Regions from separate parts of the Mus musculus genome. Here all the other regions are linked to region 1. Evidence: chromatin contacts called from public promoter capture Hi-C data. All regions are on one chromosome and are shown on one strand. The core of a region is the stretch at or near the end of the contact, and the rest is flanking DNA. Distances in the headings are between cores, read along the strand shown.

Evidence for each region. Capture Hi-C pulls out chosen DNA fragments and counts their contacts.
Region 2: a contact with region 1 is called in a promoter capture Hi-C map of adipose tissue. The contact joins two enhancer-like sites. A contact is called at or near these places in 14 of 484 Hi-C or Micro-C datasets (the 3T3-L1 cell line, the AML12 cell line, the C2C12 cell line and 9 more), 5 of 115 datasets of contacts at active chromatin or transcription factors (the HPC-7 cell line, double positive thymocytes, embryonic stem cells and 2 more) and 3 of 9 other capture datasets (adipose tissue, liver and pancreatic islet).
Region 3: a promoter capture Hi-C map of adipose tissue shows a contact between it and region 1. The contact joins two enhancer-like sites. A contact is called at or near these places in 1 of 15 datasets of contacts at CTCF or cohesin (CD8 T cells), 13 of 484 Hi-C or Micro-C datasets (the AML12 cell line, the C2C12 cell line, CD8 T cells and 9 more), 3 of 115 datasets of contacts at active chromatin or transcription factors (CD8 T cells, embryonic stem cells and heart atrium) and 3 of 9 other capture datasets (adipose tissue, liver and pancreatic islet).

The regions. Positions count from the first base shown.
Region 1 is chr6:83,480,427-83,485,183 of GRCm38.p6, reverse strand. Dguok (deoxyguanosine kinase) reads left to right here. Exons shown (of 7, transcript NM_013764.2): 5 at 3,722-3,837; 6 at 4,242-4,341; 7 at 4,748-4,757. Among named protein-coding and RNA genes, the nearest start is that of Dguok, 24 kb to the left of the region's middle. Within about 2 kb of position 2,568, at least 105 of the 459 cell types and tissues checked have an H3K27ac peak or open chromatin away from gene starts, as enhancers often do. A contact at or near this core is called in the HPC-7 cell line, adipose tissue, bone marrow-derived macrophages and 2 more, where this site is marked.
Region 2 is chr6:83,379,032-83,383,788 of GRCm38.p6, reverse strand. It overlaps Tet3 (tet methylcytosine dioxygenase 3), which reads left to right. Exons shown (of 12, transcript NM_001347313.1): 6 at 3,824-3,917. Among named protein-coding and RNA genes, the nearest start is that of Mir6374, 20 kb to the left of the region's middle. Within about 2 kb of position 1,883, at least 114 of the 459 cell types and tissues checked have an H3K27ac peak or open chromatin away from gene starts, as enhancers often do. A contact at or near this core is called in the HPC-7 cell line, adipose tissue, bone marrow-derived macrophages and 1 more, where this site is marked.
Region 3 is chr6:83,409,958-83,414,714 of GRCm38.p6, reverse strand. All of the region lies in intron 3 of Tet3 (tet methylcytosine dioxygenase 3), which reads left to right. Among named protein-coding and RNA genes, the nearest start is that of Mir6374, 11 kb to the right of the region's middle. Within about 2 kb of position 1,939, at least 94 of the 459 cell types and tissues checked have an H3K27ac peak or open chromatin away from gene starts, as enhancers often do. A contact at or near this core is called in adipose tissue, bone marrow-derived macrophages and heart atrium, where this site is marked.

The DNA.
Region 1 (4,757 bases), core at 1,319-3,818:
GCCCTTCCATGGATCTCAGGGATGGAACTTAAGTCACCAGCCCTTCTTTGCCAGTACGGGTTGCCTGCTGAGCCATCTTGCCAAGCCCATCATGCCTTTGTGGTATGGAGAGGACCTGAATTATAATACAGACGTTAGATCACATCAGGGAGTAAGAGAGTCTAGATAAAGTTTCGGGTCCAAATAAAATTGAAGTAGATATCCGCAAGACTTAAGAGCTGAGAAGACTCTTCTGTGAGCTGAAGTGGTTTGGCCAGCTGAGGCACATTGACAGACTCCAATGGCCTTTCTTGCTAAGGAGGAATAGAGGCGCATCGTAAAGGCTGATGACTTTACAGGTAGAAAATAGTCCCTGAATGGAAAAGAGGAGCCTGCTCCAACAGAGGATGGCAGGGTGTGAGGGAGGCAGGTTTCTAGGGGAGAGGAGTTCTCTCCAGCTGTGAGGTGCTATGGATAGGACAGGGGAGACAAGACTGAGTTAGAGGCGACTTAGATTTCCCTTGGGATTCCTGAGATGGCTGCACTTAGAGGAGCAGGGGTTGAAGGCTGTGGCTGGGAGAAGGAAGAGTGTTGACCTACTCTGTTCTGAGAGAGACAGAACAGGGTGGGTTGTCTCAGGGCCAGGGCAGCATTGCTGGGAGGAGCAGAGGAGCCAGTGAGCTGAGGCCTTCCCGGGAGTAAATAGAGCTGCTTGGCTTTTTGGTTCTGTGGTTGGACCCAGACCTTGGGATCCATAAAGCAAGCAAGTCCCCCTTACCTTCATTCTTAATATCCATTCAAGGCCTGTATAAAGTGGCAGGGTGGTGTAGTAATAATGAACGTCATTGGGAGCTGGATTGTCCCTTAGAAGAAACCAATTAAAGTATTTCATCTCGTAATGAGACATTTTAGGACTGAATTGAGATTTTAGCGCTGTTTGGATGGTGTTAGATAAAGGAACCCAGGAAGGCCAAAGGATGAACAGGACACATATTCAAGCCAGGACCCAGCACAGCACAGACTCCTGCCAGATGCTGGCTTTAGGATCTGTGAGACGGGCTCCAGGCCCCTGTCTATGTGTCCTCCCCTTAAAGTCAAGGAAGCTGGGAATCACAATAGTAATAATTGGAGGAGAAATGGCTGGGCTTGTGTTCCCCTAACCCTTAGAGTCAAGAAGAGAGCGCGTGGCTGGCCATGTGACTCAGGATACCCATCCCTGTGTGGGACAGTGCCAATTGGACAGAGTGTGCAGGGTCTGTGTGGGAACAAGTGTCACCTGAGCTTGAGACTAGAGGGCACAGTGAGCAGAGCCTTCAGCAGTCACAGCGTGGCACGTCAGGAAGCTTGGACGTAGGGTCCCTGCACTTCTCCCCACACTGGCTTCCCATCACAGTCTAGTGTGTACTCCCATGTGCACTGGAATGACGTGGAGCCACGATAAAACTGTCCCATGAATTTTAAAATCATTCATTATAATCATGTCAGTAAAATTAGAATTATGCCAAATATTCAAAATAGGATTTTGCCTAGACTGTAGAGGGAAGAAAAGTTTGCTCAGTTTAGCAAATTCATAATAAAAAGGGAAATGCTGATTTTAATAGATCCAGGCTGGTATCAATGGTTGTCTGTAGTCACTGGGTGATAATTATGAATAGCTTTTACCAGAATTGTTCTGTCCTTGTATGTATTTGAAAACATGATTGTATTATGTTTTTTAAAATATTCATTTATTCTAATCCAGAAGATATTTTTCTCTCAGAGGAAAAATTAAGTACCTTAGCTGAAGCTGCTTGCTAGTGGGAATGTAGCATGGGTGACCTCTGAGGAGGCAGCTGGGCAGTTGTAGGAAGAGCTCATTCCTTTTGCCCTGTTAATCCTGGTGCTTAGAGTTGAGTCCGTAGATACGCTGGCACACAGACAGACTGCCCTGTTACGTGCATCACTGTTTGTAATAGCCAAGCACTGGAGATGACCGAGTGCTTATTAGGGGACCTGGCTGAGTGTACTGTACTGTAAAACAGAATACTTACTCTACAGCACTGTACTGGTTGGCTTTCTTTGTTGCTGCCTTTTTGTGGCAAGGTCTTAAAACTCATAGCCCAGCTGGCCTGGAACTCACTAGAAGCATTCAGGTTTCAGCTACCCTGTGCTAGATTTCTAGGTGTGAACCGTGCTGAGAACGGTGAAGCACTGTTAAGTGAGAAGAGCAAGCCTAAGAACAGAGTGTGCCGTGGGATAGTGTCTCTCCGTTCTCAGGAGATGGTGTCAGGAACGCATGTGTGCATAAACTGCTGAAAGCTCAGTCACGTGTGGTGCTGTGAGTGAGGAGAACAGAGTAGCCAGAGGCAGGAGGGTACAGGAAACACGGGTCACAGAGCTCCAGGTCAGCCTGGAGCACACCTAGAACTACCCCCAAAATAAAGTCAAAGACAATAAAACTCGGCAGGCAGGCAGGCGGGTTGGGGAGGGAAGGTGCTAAAGAGAATTTGTTTGCATAGTTTCATTTCCTTAAGGGAAAGATGGGACATGGGGGAGGGTGGAGTCCTAAGTCAGCGGGTTAATCTGCCCACACTCTGAGGACAGTTGACATTGACTAATGAAGTATTTGACCAGGCAGAAAGAGGAACAAGGGCAATTCAGGCAAAACAAACATTTGGAGCAGAGGTTTTGAAGTGTGAAGGGGCTTGGCTTGTCCCACAGGAAGGAGGCCAAATCTGGCCAAAGCCATGAGCAAGGGAGGGACTAAGGAAGTTGAGGACAAGTACTGTGGCCTTATGTGCTGTGGCAAGGAATCACAGTTCTCAGGGGCAGAGACCCTCAGACCTGCAGGTGGAGGCAGAGTGAAGCTCTGCAAAGGGGCAGGGAGAGGGGCCTTCATGTCAAGACTCAGGTTTCATTTGATTCATTTCATTTGACTTATGCAGATGTTTCATCTACTCCAGAGTGAGTGCTTGATCTAGAGATGTTTCAAATTGCTTACCACTTTATAAGTAGAGTGGCTCTCACAAGCCAGGCACAGTGACACATGCATATAATCCCACCACCTGGACAGCTGAGGCAGGAGGATAGCAAGTTCATAACTTCTTGAAGTCTTTGGTTATGCCTGTAGCTGGTAAGCAGCCTGTGGAGCAAATATTTTAAGCAGGGGCACAAGAACCATAGAAGGCTGGAGTGAAGGGCAAACTGGAAAGGCAGAATGACTTTGGCAATCCTAGATGTGCCTTACCTCAGAGCAGTCTCAGTTACCTGCGGGTGGGTGGAGGATGGAGAAAAAGCAGCCCACCAAAACTGCTTGCCCCACACATGACTATGACAGATGACTGACTCTTAGGCCCATGCTCTCTTCGTGCACTTCTTCACCTCCAGGAGAAAGAAAGCAGCAGGCTCTTGAAGTGTCCAGATGAAAAGCATGAACGCCAAGGCAGAGGTGAGAGGACAGGGCCAGCTAGAGAGATTAGAATCTCCTGGATTCTTGATGTGCTCGGGAGGAAGACAAAGAAGGGTAGTTTCAGGCTCCCAGTGCGGCTGGCTGGGTGGATGGAGTTTGCTACTAACCATCTGAAGCTACTCCGAGGAAGGGCAGTCTGAGGCAGAAGTGGACAACATGGTGCCAGTGCCCTGAGCAAGGCAAGAAGCAGCAGGTGCAGTCATGGGCCATGGTACCAAAGAGGACATCCAGACATTTTGTGGGTTGCTTGGCCCTGTAAGACTGAAATGTAAGAGTCGGGGGATTGTCTTTTAGGTTTGTATGGAGAGACTCTACCAGAGGGATAGAGAAGAAGAAAAGGGCATTGAGCTGGCCTATCTTCAACAGCTACATAGTCAGCACGAAGACTGGTTTATTAACAAGACTACCAAGTAAGTGTGTAACAGACAGACCAGAGCCTCCACCACCGTGCTGAGCACAGCCGTAGCTCCCAGCGGAACTGCAAGGATGCGGGACGTGCCCAGCATCTCTCCCTCCTTTCCTTCCTTCCTTTCTTTTCTCTCGATTGTGCCTTGTGGTGAATGCTTGTCATAATTGGCTCAGGATGGAAGACTGAAGTTGTTTAGAAAAATGTCCATTTTGATTGACATTTTTAGTGTCCTCCATCAGGCTTGGGTTGCTCACATCAGTGCTTTAAATGCTGACTTCAGTAGCAGTCTAAGACTAGTGAGCAGTCTACTCAGCCTTCCACTCTGCAGGCAGCTTCAGTCTTGAGACTCGGGCTGGGTGTGAGGAAGGTGAGTGGCGTTGCCTGAGCTCCCTCTCGCTGCCCCAGGCTCCACTTCGAAGCTCTGCAGCACGTGCCAGTGCTGGTGCTGGATGTCACTGAAGACTTCTCTGAAAATGCCGCCAGGCAGGAAGAGCTCATGGGACAGGTGAGCACAGCCTAGGCTCGTCCTGGTTCCCAGTGCAGAGCTCTGGTCTTCCCGGCCTCTGTGTCAGGCCTTGTTGCTTTGTGCTTCAAATTGCATTTCACACTCCAAAACCCTGAGCTCATAGGCAAATCCCAGATACAATGCCCAGCTCTAAAGTGCACTGCATTAGGAAGTATCAGTCAGTTAGGTGACTCTTAGCATGCGCAGGCCAGCTGACTTCCTCCTGTAAGGTGTTCCAAAATGGGGGACAAGGAACATGTGGGTTCTGTTCCCAGCTGCCACTTCCTGCTGTCTGACCCTGGGCAGCTAATGTTTTCTCACCTCATAAATGCTCATGGGACTGCAGTCACATACACTAAGGGGAGTACTGAGACGGCAGCATACAGTAGGTCTTCTTTTCCTGCAGGTGAACACCT
Region 2 (4,757 bases), core at 634-3,133, 100 kb after region 1:
ATGGACTCGCTGCTAATTTGATTTCCCATAAGACAGATTCTTCCAGGCTCATCTCTTGAATACGGAGCCTGTGATCACACTTGGCTAGCAGCTTGTCTTTCCCCCTCTTCTCTGAGTTTAGCTTACAGATGTCGTATTATTCTGGAGTAAGAAGGGAAACAGGTGGGCGATGGATTTCTTATGAGGGCCTTGTTTGTGTCTTGTACCAACTGACATTGTCTGTGCCTCTCTTCATTTTTTTCTTCACTGTATTGTCAGGTGGGCCAGAGTCAGGGAGGGACATACACTGACATCAAGGGGATTTTGATGGCATTTAGCTGTTTGCAGGGCACAAATCTGGAGGAGATGATGGAGTTGAAAATAGATTCTAAGGAGGCTGGAGAGATGGCTCAGTGGTTAAGAGCACTGACTGCTTGCTCTTCCAGAGGTTCTGAGTTCAATTCCCAGCAACCACATGGTGGCTCACAACCATCTGTAATGGGATCTGATGCCCTCTTCTGGTGTGTCTGAAGACAGCTACCAGTGTACTCGTATACATAAAATAAATAAATTTTTAAAGATAGAAAATAGATTCTAAAATACCCCAGTGTATTTATGGACATCATACCATCCTGGATATCCAGGTCCTGATGCTAATAGATAATTGGAGTCTGTTGTCCAGCTCCAGTCTGTAGATGGCCCACTACCCAGAGCCTTGGCTTCCATCAAGGAAAGGATCCTCTGCAGCCTGGCACTGATGAAGGGCTCTATGAGCGTTAGTGGACTGTTCTCAATAGTGCCCTTGAGCTTATGCTGGTGACATCCAGGTTTAATGCTTCTCAACTTGAAGTAGGAGTCCAAAGCTGCTGAGGACTTATGACAGCACAGTCAGGACGCTGGGCCTCCTCCTGGGTCTTGGTGGGACCTGAGAACCTGCCTACTCTCCTGGCTCCCAAGTAGTGAGACTCTGCCAACAATCCAGGGGCCAACCTTTAAGAACCATAGGCCAGCCAGGCGTGGTGGCGCACGCCTTTAATCCCAGCACTCGCGAGGCAGAGGCAGGCGGATTTCTGAGTTTGAGGCCAGCCTGGTCTACAGAGTGAGTTCCAGGACAGCCAGGGCTACACAGAGAAACCCTGTCTTGAAAAACCAACCAACCAAACAACCAAACAACAACAACAACAACAACAACAAAACGTAGGCCAAGCTGTTCGCTGTCCTCCTTGAAGCAAGCTTCAGCCAGTCTTCGCAGATTCAGAGTAGTTTACACTCTTCATGATAAGCCAGGAAGTAAGGCATGTAAGGAGAAGGAACCAAAGCGGGAATCGATTGTCAAGTTCTTTTCCAAGAGGAAAGGAGGCCAGTGGGATGGCTCAGTGGGTAAAGCCACTTGCTCTCAAGCCTGAGTGTAATCTTAAACCCTCATGGCCAAAGGAGAGCCTGACAGGTTGTCCTCTGACCTTCACGCACACCACGATAGCTCCCTCAAGTGTCTTACATTTTTTGTTTTAAAGGAACAAAAAAAAAAAAAAAAAAAAAGAATCCAGCTGGGTAGGCAACGTAGCCCTTTCTTCTTGGTCTCCAGTACAACCTTTGAGGAGTTTTTCTCACAAGGACAGGGCAATGGGGAAGGAGCTGGTCAGAAAGCCAGCACCAGTGTCCTCAGCTCACCCTCCTGTAGGGAATATGATAGTCCCTCTCTGTGAGTGCTGCGGCAGCCCTGTGCCAGCCTCCAGCTGGGCTCCCTAGATAGACCTAGGTCCCAGGCCTGCCCTTGGGGGCTGTGTCCTGATAAAGCCTGTTGTGCTGAGACCTGTCCAGGCACCAAACAAAAGCTACGCTGTCATGTCAAGCCCTGCTATAGAGGCTTTGAATGGTGTGTGCAAGCACTTCCTATAAGGGACTGGCAGCCCTCGCCTGTTAATGTGGTCAGAAACACTTCCCCTAAGAGCTGAGTGAGATAGACGGCCTAGTTCAGTGTTTGAAAAAAGAAACTCTGTTTCCTTTTCAGTCAGGGAAATGCAACAAGGAAGCTTTTGGGGAAGGGAGTCTAAGTACTGGCAGGATACATGCGGGTAATCCCCACCCCTAGGAGTCTAAGGTCATGAAGACTGTTCCTAAACCAGCCTAGGCTACATGGTGGGACTGTCCTCCAGCAACCTCCTTAAAGAAAGCCATCAGTACAGAGGGGGAAGAGCACCTTGGCCATTGGCTTTTGTCTACAAGAACCTTTGTAATGAAGGGGATTAACCATGCCAGCCTTTGTACCACTGAGCTGCACCCAAGACCAGGGCCCTTGTTGGGTTGATCTGGGGTCTAGTGATTCATGACAGTAGAGCAGATGAGACAAAGTATGAGGTGCCTTCAAACTGCAGACATCTCGATAGCATTATGCCTTACTAAATGGCCTACTTAAATGTCATACTCAAACTGAATCCACTACAGAATACAAGGATATTTTTACTTAACCTTTTAAAAATGCCTGCCCATGTTGGAGCTAGAGAGATGGCTTAGCATAGTGCTTGCCGTGCAAGCATGAGGACCGGAGTTTGGATCTCAGCACCCAGAGAGAGCAAGCCATCAGTTTCGAGAGTGCCTGTAGCTTCAGCTCCGAGAGCTCTGATGCGCTCTCTGGCTTCCATATGCTCAGGTGTGTGCGCTCACACAAGCACAGCATACATGGAACGAATCCATCTTTTTAAAGAATATCATGTTAATTGTTTAAAGAAAGATGCTTTTGTCACCGGTCTCCTTAGATGTTAACATGCATTCGCTAAGTTCATCGATGCCTTGTTAAAGGTCCTAGGTCCTAAAGGGTGATCCTCAGAGGCACTCTTCAAAGAAGCCTGTACCCCATACTGAGAGATAGCTGGATACACTCTTAGTCAAGCCCAGAGTGAGTGAAGATGTGCATAGCCTGTCAGGAGCTCAGTCAGTACAGAGAGAGACGGAGAGTGCATTCCAGATGGCAAGTGACCCTTGTCTGCAAAAGACATTGAAAATCTATTTAAAAGAAGATGGCTTTTATGTTGTTAAGGAGATTCACTGAGTTCCTCCCTCATGCTTGGCATGCCTTGAGTAATACATGTACACTATCAGGCCTGGGAGGTAGAGCTAGCCCTGTGTCCAGTTTACATCTAGGAAGCCTGAGGCCCACATAGACTCAGTAACTTGGCCGCAATGGTGTAGCTAGAGAGTGGCTCTCTGTCCATCAGGCTGTATTGGAACCAGCCTTGTCCCGTGTTGCTGTATAATACACGTTCATGGTCATAGCTGTGTCTGTAAACATGGTGTGGTTGAGTACATGATATCAGAGGCCTTTGACTCTTCAGTGCTTAGGCTTTCGGCTCCCAGGAAGTGGGCATGTGTGGGGGACTAGGGGACAGCCTTGTCCACTGTGTGCCAGCATTAGTGTTTGCTGGAGTCACTCCCCCCAGTATCCTTCAGTCTCTAAGCTCACACACACACAAGCACACACTTGTTTGTATGTTCATTTTTAAATTGAATTTACAAGTAGTTAAAGGGGTCCTTGGCCAGCAGGGCTGTGAGCGCAAATGCCTGTGGGTTCAGGCAGCTTCAAGAGTCAGAAGTGTACGGGGACTATTGTGCCTAACTGTCCCTCTGCCTGAGGACAGTGGCAGGCAGGTGGAACAGGAGCAGAGGAGGAGCATCTGGAAATGGCTGAGAGTCTGGATGTGAGCGCCCCCCCCCACCACCACCTCTGAGCGCAGAGTGGCCTCAGTTTCCCCCTCCCCCTCTCTGTAGCCAGAAGCCCAGGCCGAAGGACCTGGGCCTGCCTCCTAACGTTGGGTATTCACTGATGTGGCTTCTGTCTCCTCTCTAGGTATGGAGAAAAGGGGAAAGCTATCCGGATTGAGAAGGTCATCTACACGGGCAAGGAGGGGAAGAGTTCTCGAGGCTGTCCCATCGCCAAGTGGGTGAGTGCTGGGTCTCCACAGCTGAGCTGTGTCTGGGCTCACAGGGTAGAACAGGTTGCAGGGCAGGTGAGCAGGAAATAGACATTCACCATCACGGGACCCTGGAGCCAATGACCCTTGTGGCAGCTGGTCACCCCTGTCCTATGTACATGCCAGCAGCAGGCATCCTGTACTGTCAGGAACTGTGTTCATCTTACACTAACTGTGTGTGACTCCTGGGTAAAAGTTGTAGATCCTGGAAGGGAGGAGGTGCAGAAAGTCTAACCTGTTATCCGACCTCCCCTCACTCCTGGCACCCCCTCCCCCAGGGCTTTGACTCCTTTTTTCTATGTGTCTGAGTGGCCAGTACTCCTGTCCCCTACCTGGAAGCCAGGGAAGACACTGAGGGTGACCTACAAGAGCCAGGCTGGGGACAAGACAAGGCCTCTGGATAGTATTATGCTGAGGCTCGATTCTTCCCAGCCTCTAAGCAGAGCTCTTGAGTAAGCTGGTCAGGGAGAAAGTCATTGACAGACCTCAGTCCCTCAGCGTTGCCCTTTGGGGCCTCCTCAAGCTCTTGACATCATGGGTGTCTGCAGCTACAAAGCTGGCTTAGAGAGAGCTAGGCTCTTGAGAACTGGGCCACGTTTAATGCCCTAGGCACCCTGGAGTCGAGAGCTGGAGACACAAAGTTTAACCAAGAGAGGGCTGTGATGCCCTTTGTAGGCGTTGAAGGACGGGGGCTGGATGAATGTTGAGGCTGGGCTACCCTGGAACACAGACATGAACAGGAGAAGAAGCATTTCCGGGGAGGAGGGCCTCACGGGCAAAGGCAGGAAGGCCGCAGGAGTTTCATGTAGC
Region 3 (4,757 bases), core at 690-3,189, 70 kb after region 1:
AATTGTGGAAACGTAACCTCTTGCATGTGTTCATGGTGTCTCTGGAACTGCAGGGCTACAGGACATGTCTATTTGACTTTAAGCATAGCCCACAGATGCTTCCAGAATGATCATCCTCTGGCCTTTTTGCTAGTGCTATGCCAGGAAGAGCTGCTGCTGAATCCCATGGGCACTCAGTGTTGAACTAACACACCCTAGCCTAGTGGTGGTGGTGGTGGACACCTTCAATCCCAGCGAAGCAGAGGCAGGGGGATACTGGTGATTTTTGAGGCTATGTTGAGTTCGAGGACAGCCAGGGCTACACAGAGAAACCCTGTCTCACACACACAAAAAGAGCCCCACATTCTTTGTGGTACTTGCTCCGTGCATTTCTGTGCTGCTGTGAGCACACATCATGTTTGTTTAATCCTTACTACCCTCTTCCATTTACAAACTGGGGAACCAGAAGAACAGACTGTGTAAAGGGAAACATCTAGTAAGAGGCCATGCAAGTCTCACCTTGTTACTTTGTTTTGTTTGACATAGTCTTGCTGTATAGCCCAGGCTAGCCTCAAACTTTAAAGCTTCCTGCCTCAGCCTCCTGAGTGCTGGGACTGCAGGCATGCACCATCATCCCTGACATCACTCTGATTTCACTATTTTTTTTAACTTCTAATTTTATTTATGTGTATGGGTGTTTCCCCTGCATTTATGTGCATGCCTGGTGCCTGAGGAGACCAGAAGACAGTAATGGATCCCCTGAAACTGGAGTTACAATTGTGAGCTGCCATGTGGGTGCTAGGAATAGAATCTGGATCCTCTGCATAAGCAGCCAGTGTTCTTGGCCTCTGAGCCATCTCTGCAGCTGCCGGTCTTCCCCACCACCACCACCACCCCACCCCTCTCTGTGTCTCTCTGCCTCTCTGTCACTGTCTCTATCTCTCTGTGTGTTCTGTGTTTGTGTTTCTCTAGTAGAATATTTTTCATATGTTAACCCCCCCATTTTTTGTTTTGTTTCTTTTTGTTTGTTTGTTTTTAATAAGGACAAATAGAACACTTTAAAACCACGCTGGTGTTTCGGGAACACTCAGGTTGTTTGTAGCTCTTTTCTATTAATGCTTCAGGAGAAACAATCTTGGCATTTGTAACATTTTAAAGTTCTTCTGTTGCCTTACTGTTTTTACATCTATGGAAGTGAGTTTCAGAGTAGTTGGTGTTAAAGTGGCAGCACTATGTGATGAGAAAGACAGTGCGCACTGTCCTAATGCACAGTGCCTGTCGAGCTGAGAAGATTGAACGAGACCGGGGTGTGGGGTGCTGAGCGTGGTGCCCCGAGGGTGATTCAACACAGCGCTACAGGTTTCCTCTCAGCTTTTCGTTCCTCTTTGCAGGCACATGGAATGCTATTGGGGCAGAGGCCATGAACTCTCATAGTCTTGTACTCCTGCCAAATGTAGCAGAGGTCTGCCACAGAGGAGGCAGAGGCTCAGCGTTGTCTTAAGCATCTCTCAGTCACTGAAAGGCCTGTGCACTGGTCCATTTTGTAATAGGAAAAAACAGGAGGTTTTTAAATGCTGTGTTGATGGCATGAATAGTAACCATGGAAATCTCTTCTAGCCCCTCCCCAACAGGAAGTGACTCTGCTGCTGTGCGATGGGTCAAAGAGTTAGACATGGCCCTCTTGGGCTTGCAGTCTGCAAAGGGGGGTACACCCTCGGGGATCCCTAGTGTATGTACACACATGTGCACACATACTCCTGCCAAAATGGGCAGCTGTGTGTGTCCTCTGCCAGGGGCCCCTAAAAGTCTCTCCATTACACACCAGCTTTGTCAGCAAATCTCAGGAGGGTAAGGGCCCTCTGAAGAGATGAATAATTGATCAGCTCTAGAGAATGCCATGAACAGGATCCTTGTGCCATGTTCATTTAGGAAGGAGGGGAGGATTTCTGCCTCCTGTAGAGAGGCCTGAAGTCAGCTGAGGGAGAGGGTGGGGCTGCAAAGTTCAAGTCTCCCAGCAGCTGCTAGCTTGGCCGAGTGGAGGAGCTGAGCTGGGGTTGGGGTGGGAAGATCTGGGTGGGGAGGCAGCCTCTCTATTGCTTCAAATTCTAGGAGAATTCACCCCATAGAGTCCACCGCGGAGAGATGGGCATCTGTAGAGGTTGATGGGGCTTGCTCATTCTGGCTGCCGGCATCTTGGCAGGTTTCTGCTAATGTGGTGTGTAGCTGACAAGCAGCAGGCCAGCCCTGTAGCTTGTTCCTCTTGTAAGTCAGCCTTCAGCCAAGGCTGAGAAAGGATGAACAGTAGCGCTTCGCTCCCCTCGTACCGCTCGCTCTTCTGAAGCAAGTCCCTTTGCTTCCCATTCGGTACAGTATTGCAGAGCTGGTGTGTACTTGATTGCTAACCTGGAAAAACTTAGGAAGCTGGGATTGCGTCCGAAGCTGTCTCTGGTGGTGGTGACTCACTTATCTGGAGAATCCACCTGTTCCCAGCCTTGCCTCAAAACCAGGGCTTCTGGACTCCCTTCGTTAGGGTGGCGGGCTGCTGCTGTTGAACCCCTGTAGCTGTCTGGGAGACAGTGGCAGAGATTAGAGAGCCCCAGAAGGGAGTTCACTGTAGAGGGTGAGGCAGTGGGGCAGGATGCAAAATGACTTCCCAACAGAGGCTCCTGTGGCTCTGGGGGGACATAGTGGCACAAAGGGGAGCTCTGAGCTTCTGGCTCTCTCAGCTCCTCAGAAGGAGACAAAACTTAGGACATTTCTGTATCTTCCTGTTGTTTACGACAAGTCTCTGCTGCTCCCGACAGGGGACACACCCTAACCTGGGTAAGACCTAACGGGATCCAGAGTTGTTGACATTACAGGTCAAAGAAGAGACCCAACAGGAGTGGGAGGGCCCAGGAGAGCTGGGTGGGGCTTGTACCCAGAAAGGGTGGCACCAGGACCTTTTGCATCCTGTTGTAGCAGAGACCTCAGAGGTTCCTTGGGGGAGGATAAGATAGATGCCATTCAGCCAGCCAGCTGTGCTGGAGACAGAGGTACAGGTTCCAGAGGTAGAGGTACCAGAGCTTTATCCCTTAGCGGCTCAGGGCACAGTCGGCTATGCATCCCAGTGGAACAGGCTGCACATGGTATAAAACTCTGGCCTGGACTCTGTAGTCATCTGGAGGAAGCAGGCCTCGTAAGGAAGACTTCACCCAGTAGAGTGTTTTGTTCTTTTTCTGATGTTGGTATTTTACCTTTGTGACTTGTTCCATACCCACCTTCTGCTGGTGCCTTAGTTCAGGCCTCGTGTCAGATCTGGATAGCAATGGCAGTGTATGCTGAGCCTTTAGGTCACAACTTTTGGGATTTAGTGATACCTGAAATTGCCGCTGCCCCCCCCCCACTGTCCCCCCAATGTAAGTCTCAAACTCTTCTCTGTGTCCATGCTGCTGCCCCCATGTCGGCTTCCTTCCGTTCGGATCTGGTGTGTGGTTGGGGATTAAACCCAGGGCCTTATACATGAAAGGCAAATGCTCTGTTGACTGACCTCTACAGTTTAGCCGTGCCCCAAAGCCTGCCAGGTCTCCTTATCTATACCCACTTGTTCTTTCCTTCCATCCGTAAATTCCTCTCCACCCTCCCTCTTCCTAAATACCTCTCTATGTTTCCTGTCTTGTCTTAACATTACTCTGAGAGGAGCCTTTCTAGATTCCCCCACGCATACATACCTGTCTGGAGAGAGCTGGCATCTTCTTTTCCGTCCCGGCCCAGGTGCACCTGAGTACACAGTGTCATGCTTTTAGGATGGTTCCAGGCCTGTGTTTCCCCTTGCATCTGCTTCAGAAACGTTTGTGACTTCAGAGGGAGGGAAGCCCATGTTCAGGAAGAGACTGTACCCTGCTTAGGCTGTGTCATAGCTGTTTGTCTAACTGTTGGGATCCATCAGTTAAAACCTAGTAGCCTAGATTTAAAAGAAAGACAGGAAAGAAAGGGATGGAATTTAATCATAGTAGTTGGTCTAGTAAGGGCTTTTTTGAAAACTGCCCTGAGCATTTCCTGGGCTGTTAGGGCCCTCAGAAGCCGCTGCACCACCTTATGGTGAGTGGATCATTAGCTGTCAGTCTTTCACTTAAGTGTACACTGCTGGGTCTCCTGTGTATAATCTGCATAGACATAGTATAAGTACAAGGCTGTGTTTACTGTTTGATTTTTTTTTCTCTGTCTGCCTCTTGACCTTTTGACACCTGGTCCAGCCTATTTGTCCTTCTGGCAGGTGGCACAGTTACTCAATATATGAATAGTTTATCCCTCCTGTATTCAACATCTGCCTCTTCTCCGAGAGCAGCCATGCTGTTGCTGGTGGCCAGGGTCTGGCCTGAGTGTGTTCGGGGTTCTTAGTCTCTTATTAAAGGGATTGAAACAAAGACACACTCAGCTTGCAGAAGGAACAAGGGAGCTTTATACAGTGGAGAGTGGCAGAACAGGCCGGGTCCCTGGCAAGGCGGACTGCGAGAGTGAAGATTCTGAAGGGCCCTGATTACTGCTGCAGCTTCCTGTCGAGAGAAGGGAGGGGTTTGGGCACTAGGAGGGTGGTTCTGGGCAGTTCTGTTTTACTTGACAGCTTTCAAGTTACATAACCGTTTCTCTACCTTGCCTGTCCCGTCCCATCTGATGTTAATTATATACATATTCAGTTAGGCATGACATGGTAAATAGAGATTTTCCTTAAAAGTCCACTTTGAAGACAATTGCACACGTACTCCAAACCAGCTCAGGCCAAAATGGCCTATCTTCTG